Linked DNA regions of Rattus norvegicus: region 2 is linked to region 1. A link is a contact called in public Hi-C data. All regions are on one chromosome and are shown on one strand. Each heading gives the region's core, a stretch centred on a gene start, on an enhancer-like site or on the middle of the called end of the contact. The rest is flanking DNA. Distances are from core to core; before and after follow the strand shown.

The links. A called contact is a pair of places that touch in the nucleus more often than the background predicts.
Region 2: a contact with region 1 is called in a Hi-C map of Schwann cells, with 1.8 times the contacts expected there. The contact joins the enhancer-like site here to the promoter of Fzd2 in region 1. A contact is called at or near these places in 3 of 12 Hi-C or Micro-C datasets (the A7r5 cell line, the Rat2 cell line and Schwann cells).

Annotation. Positions count from the first base shown.
Region 1 is chr10:88,060,717-88,063,416 of GRCr8, reverse strand. It overlaps Fzd2 (frizzled class receptor 2), which reads right to left and starts at 1,429. Exons shown (of 1, transcript NM_172035.2): 1 at 1-1,429. The coding sequence starts at 1,352.
Region 2 is chr10:88,103,409-88,106,108 of GRCr8, reverse strand. No RefSeq gene overlaps it. Among named protein-coding and RNA genes, the nearest start is that of Meioc, 24 kb to the left of the region's middle. Within about 2 kb of position 1,293, at least 18 of the 93 cell types and tissues checked have an H3K27ac peak or open chromatin away from gene starts, as enhancers often do. A contact at or near this core is called in the A7r5 cell line and Schwann cells, where this site is marked.

The DNA of each region.
Region 1 (2,700 bases), core at 180-2,679:
TTCATGATGGTGCGGATGCGGAAGAGTGACACGAAGCCCGCCAGCAGGAAGGATGTGCCGATGAACAGGTACACGAAGAGCGGCGCCAGCACGAAGCCTCGCAGCGGGTCCAGGCTGTTGAGGCCCACGAAGCACACGCCGCTCAGCAGGTCGCCGTCGATCTGGCCCATGGCCAGGATGGTGATGGTTTTGACGGCCGGCACCGCCCAGGCGGCCAGGTGGAAGTACTGCGAATTGGCCTCGATGGCCTCGTGGCCCCACTTCATACCGGCTGCCAGGAACCAGGTGAGGGACAGAATCACCCACCAGATGGAGCTGGCCATACTGAAGAAGTACAGCATCATGAAGAGTATAGTACAGCCTTCTTTCTTAGTGCCCTGCACCACCGTGCGATAACCGTCCTCAGAGAAGCGCTCGTTGCACACCACGCGCTCCTGGAGCACGAAGCCCGCAATGTAGGCCACTGACACCATGGTGTAGCAACCGGACAGGAAGATGATGGGCCGCTCTGGGTAGCGGAATCGCTGCATGTCCACTAAATAGGTGGTGACCGTGAAGAAAGTAGAAGCGCAGCACAGCACCGACCATGTGAGGATCCAGAGACGGGCAAAACGAGTCTCCTCCTGCGAGAAGAACATGGAGCCGTCGGGCCGTGCAGGCTCGCAGGGCGCGGCACAATCGCGCTCACCCAGAAACTTATAGCTGAGATAGGACGGCACCTTGAGGACGCGGGGACAGTGGAAAGGGTGCTCCAGAGTGGCGTAGCGCGGGGGCGCGCCACCACCGCCAGGGCCGCCCGGGGTGCCACCAGCGCCAGGCTGCAGCCCAGACGGTGGCGCGGTGGTGAGTAGCGCAGGAGTTCCGTCCTCGGAGTGGTTCTGGCCCACGCAGATCTGCTCCGCGCCGTGACGCGGGAAATGCTCGCAGCGGAGGCGCTCGGGCCACTGGAAGCCGAACTTGTTCATGAGCGCCTCGCAGCCTTGGCGCGCGCGCTCGCAGATGGAGCGGCACGGCGGGATGGCCTGCTCCAGCACCGTGCACACCGGAGCGTACATGGAGCACAGGAAGAAGCGCAGCTCGGGCGAGCACTGCACCTTCACCAGCGGGTAGAATTGATGCACCTCCAGGCCCGCGTCCTCTTGGTTCGTGTGCCCAAGAAGGTTGGGCATGATGGTCTGGTTGTAGGCGATGTCCGTGCACAGCGGGATGGAGATGGGCTGGCAGAAGCCGTGGTCCGGGATGGAGATGCCCTTCTCCCCGTGGAACTGAGCCGGCCCGGCAGCCGGCAGCAGCAGCAGTGGCAGCAGCAGGCGGGGCAGGGCGCTGCGGGGCAGGGCGCTGCGGGCCCGCATGCTGGCCGCCGCCCCCCACTCGGCTCCTGGGCGCCCCCCAGCCCCCGCCCCCAACCCAGAGACCGCGCGCCTTCCCCGCTGCCGCCTAGCTGCCCGGCCGCCTCCCGCGCCTCCTTGCAAACTTTGCTCCGGGCCGCAGAGTTGGGGAGGCCGGGCGGGGGAGGGGGCGGCGCACCCGCCTGCTGGCTCGCCGAGATCGGACTGAGTGGTCGGAGACGCCGCGCACCGCTGCCCTAGCTCCTCTTCCTCCTCTAGCCTCTGGGCTTCCCCTCTCCCCACCCTCCTCCACCCAGCGACTCCTTTGTGCCTCCTTCAGCCCTCACCTCGGCCTCTCCGATCCCAATTAGTCGGTTTCAAGGGGGCCCCCGCTGACGGCCCCGCCCTCTCCTCAGCCCCCCTCAAAAGGGATCCTTGAAACCGCCCCATCGAGCTTTGCACCATCCCAAAATGTGCTCTCGGCCAATCAGATTTGAACTGGAGGACCAGCCCCGAGGGCTGGATTGGTCGACCACAACATAATGAGATCAGAAACCAGATGCCAAGAAAACTCTACACCCCCTCCTTCTGCTTTTTTAAAGAGACAAGCTATTATTATATTAGGAGCTGTTTGCTCAGGCCGTGATTTCTTCGGAGTCGTCCGGGCAAGATCCGGAGACACGTTTTCTAAAAGTGGCGTCCGACCCAGGCAACTCAAACCTGATCTGTGACCCTGGAGCCCAAGCCCTCTGAGGTACACGGCTCTTTACTCCTGCCCCTGCCCCTGCCCCTGCTCACCGCCCCCTCCCCACTTTTCAGTACCATTTATAAAACCAAGTTAAAAAATCCCGTTTAAAATATATACATATATATATACACAGAAATGTGTACGTGTTGTTAAAGCACGTAAGCGAATAGCTTGCAAAGACGTCTCCCAACCCTTCTCAGAGAGTCGAGGTAAAAGTGTCACTTCGCCCTAAACAAGGACTCCTAGAAGTTTTCCTCGCCCCTCCCCCTACACACACCCTAAAGTAACCCTCTGAAAAATGAGAGCCTGTCTCTTTAAGAGGCTCTTAAAGGGGCCGGGACTCCGGGGTGTAATTGCCCCATAGCGAGCACAAAGGAGCCCATTATGGTTCTTTGTGTTTAGTGGCACCTCAAAGTGAGAAAATTCAGGAACTCAGAGGCCAGGCTGCAGGGCTGGGGCGGGGGTTGGGGGGTGAGGTGAAGGAGAAAGGCCTGGAACTGAGGTTTCAATCCACCCCCTTTCCGAGGAAAATCTTAATTATGCAAAGTAAAGTTTAGTTGCCATAAGGAGGAGGTCTTAATCGAAAGTTAATGGCGGGGGGGGGGGTGATGGGCAGTTTTGAGT
Region 2 (2,700 bases), core at 44-2,543, 43 kb before region 1:
AGAGCATATCCTGAATGAGTGGGTGAGGCCACTTGGGGTGACGGTGTTTTGGGGTGTCTGGAATGGAGACTGAAGGCTCATAGGCAAGCTGAAGATTTTGGAATAGGCCGTGGATATGAGAGCATGGGCTGATTCCAATCTCGCCCTCTGCCCAGAGGTTACTTCTCCTCTAGTCCAAATCCAGAGGTGTTCAAATCTGGGGGCAACCAGGTCTTTTTCCTACTCATACATACAGCAGTCTGATCTCCCTTTGGGGGCCAACGTGACTACCTTCTGCTCAGACACTCTAGGTAACAACAGCAAACAGCTGTAGGACCTGGGATGTAGCACCCTTGGCTGAGGGCTTCCTAGCACACGGAAAGCTCTGGAATGGGTCCTCGGCACAGTGTGGGTAGGGTATGAGGGGCACACACCAGTAATCTCAGCATCTGGGAGAAGACAGAAGGATCGGGAATTCAGGGTCACCCTTAGTTACATAATGCGCTTGAGGAGCTCCTAGGTTATATGAGACCCTGCCTCCAAACAGCAACAAAAAATTAGTTTCATAGTTATACACATATGTATGCATGCATAAGAAATGTCACAAAGGGCTGGAGAGACGGCTCAGTGGTCAAGAGCACTGACTGCTCTTCCAAGAGGTCCTGAGTTCAGCTCCCAGCAACCACATGGTGGCTCACAACCATCTGTAATGGGATCCGATGCCGTCTTCTGGTGTGTCTGAAGACAACTACAGTGTACTCGTATACATTAAATTAATTAATAATTAATTAATTAGGGGTTGGGGGTTTAGCTCAGTGGTAGAGCACTTGCTTAGCAAGCGCAAGGCCCTGGGTTCGGTCCCCAGCTCCGGAAAAAAAAATTAATTAATTAATTATTCTTTGCACCAGGGAGGCAGAGGCAGGCAGACCTCCATGAGTTCAAGACCAGCCTGGACTACAGAGCAAGCTCTAGGACAGCCAGAGCCCAAAGAAACTTTGTCTCAAAAAGCAAAACCAAAAACAGACAGGAAAAAACTTAAAAATGTTTCTTTTATGTACGTGTACCTGTGTGTGCCCGTGTGCAGCATCCAAGCAGGACCTCAGAGGCCAGAAAGCATCGGATCTCCCTAGAGCTAGAGGTGCGGGCAGCTGATTGGAAGCCTCTCAGTCATGGGTGCTGGGAACTGAACTGAGTCCTCTGAAAGAGCAGTGAGCGCTCTTGGCTGCCGAGCCATCTCCCCAGCCACGGCTCGTCCCTTTAAAATGCACGTACAGTGTTTTCTAAGAGTCTATGAACATGCTTAAGACCTGCGTCAGCGTCACCTCAGTCTGTTCTTTGCCACGCAGACTCAGCCCTTTGTCCTCAGCGCTCCTCCCGCCTTCCTGCTTAATCTTCCAAGAATCCAGGACCTAAATGGTATAACAATTGCCTCATATTTCAGCATTTTCCGTCTCTGTTCCCTCTTTTTGCCAGTGTTCCCCCTTAGGTTAAACCATATAGGAGGTCATGGAGATTTAGGACTACGAGACCTCCATAGACTGTAAGGTCAAGGGGCGACCTATGAGAATCCAGGCCCCATGAGGCTGTGGGCAAGACCGGCCTAGGGAGCGGCAACACTTGACAGATAACATTGTTAGACTGTGACTCACTCCTGTGGCAGTCTGGAAGCTCAACCCTCAGCTTTCAGAGCCTTCAAAGGACTGCACATGACCCTCTTCAGCACTGCTGGCAAGCCCGAGTTCAGACCTCTTAATTCCTGAGGCCGACTGCTCTGTGTCCCTTTACCCCATATGGAGAGCCCCACACTTTAGCAGTTTATGTATTGGAGTTGGGTGTGGTAGTGTCCCCTGTAATCTCAGCACTCAGGAGGCTGATGCAGGAGAATTAGGACTTCAAAGACAGCCTATACTATGAAGTCTTGTATAAGTAAATAAACAAATATGTACTTTTTATATATTATATATTTATATATGTGTGTGTGCGTGCGTGCATGTGTGCGTGTGTGTGTGTGTGTGTGTGTGTGTGTGTGTGTGTGTGTGTGTGTGTGTGTTGGGAACCTGAAAGGAGAAAGAACCCTGTGCTCTTGAGGGAGAAGAGGGAGCCATTCTCATCAAACCAGAGAGATTTGGCCCCTGAGATTTGCTTCATCGTGGGGACCCTAAGTCAGGCTATGGAGCTAGAATCAAGCAGGATTCCCTAGGGGTCACAGTTCCATTCTCCCATTCTTGAGCCAGGACCTGACTGGAGCTATTGAGGTATCCCAGAACTCCCTCTGTGAGGGGAGACACGGCTCAGTCTTTGAGAACTCCCCATCTGGTAGAGGAATTTAAGCTAAAACAATAAGGAAGTTTTTAACAAAGCAGTATTGTTTCCAGTTGCGACTGCTACAAAGACAGACATTACAGAGGGTGGATGGCATTGTGGCAAGACTCTTCAGAAGCGCATGCTGAACGGCTCTGAATCACAGAGGGTCCCACAGCGCTTCAAACACTCTTTTCTAGGGTTGGGGTATAACTTGGTAATAGAACGCTTGCCTAGCAATCTGAGGCCCTGAATTCCACGTTATCACCTGGGGAAATCTTCCATATAACATTTTTGAGAACCATCACAGGCATATGGGTCATATAGGAAGCCAAGGGTCAATGCTGGGCTGATTAGGAAATGCTGTTACTGGCTTAGGTGTCCTTAGGAATAAGAAAGACCCCCCAGACCCAGTGTCCT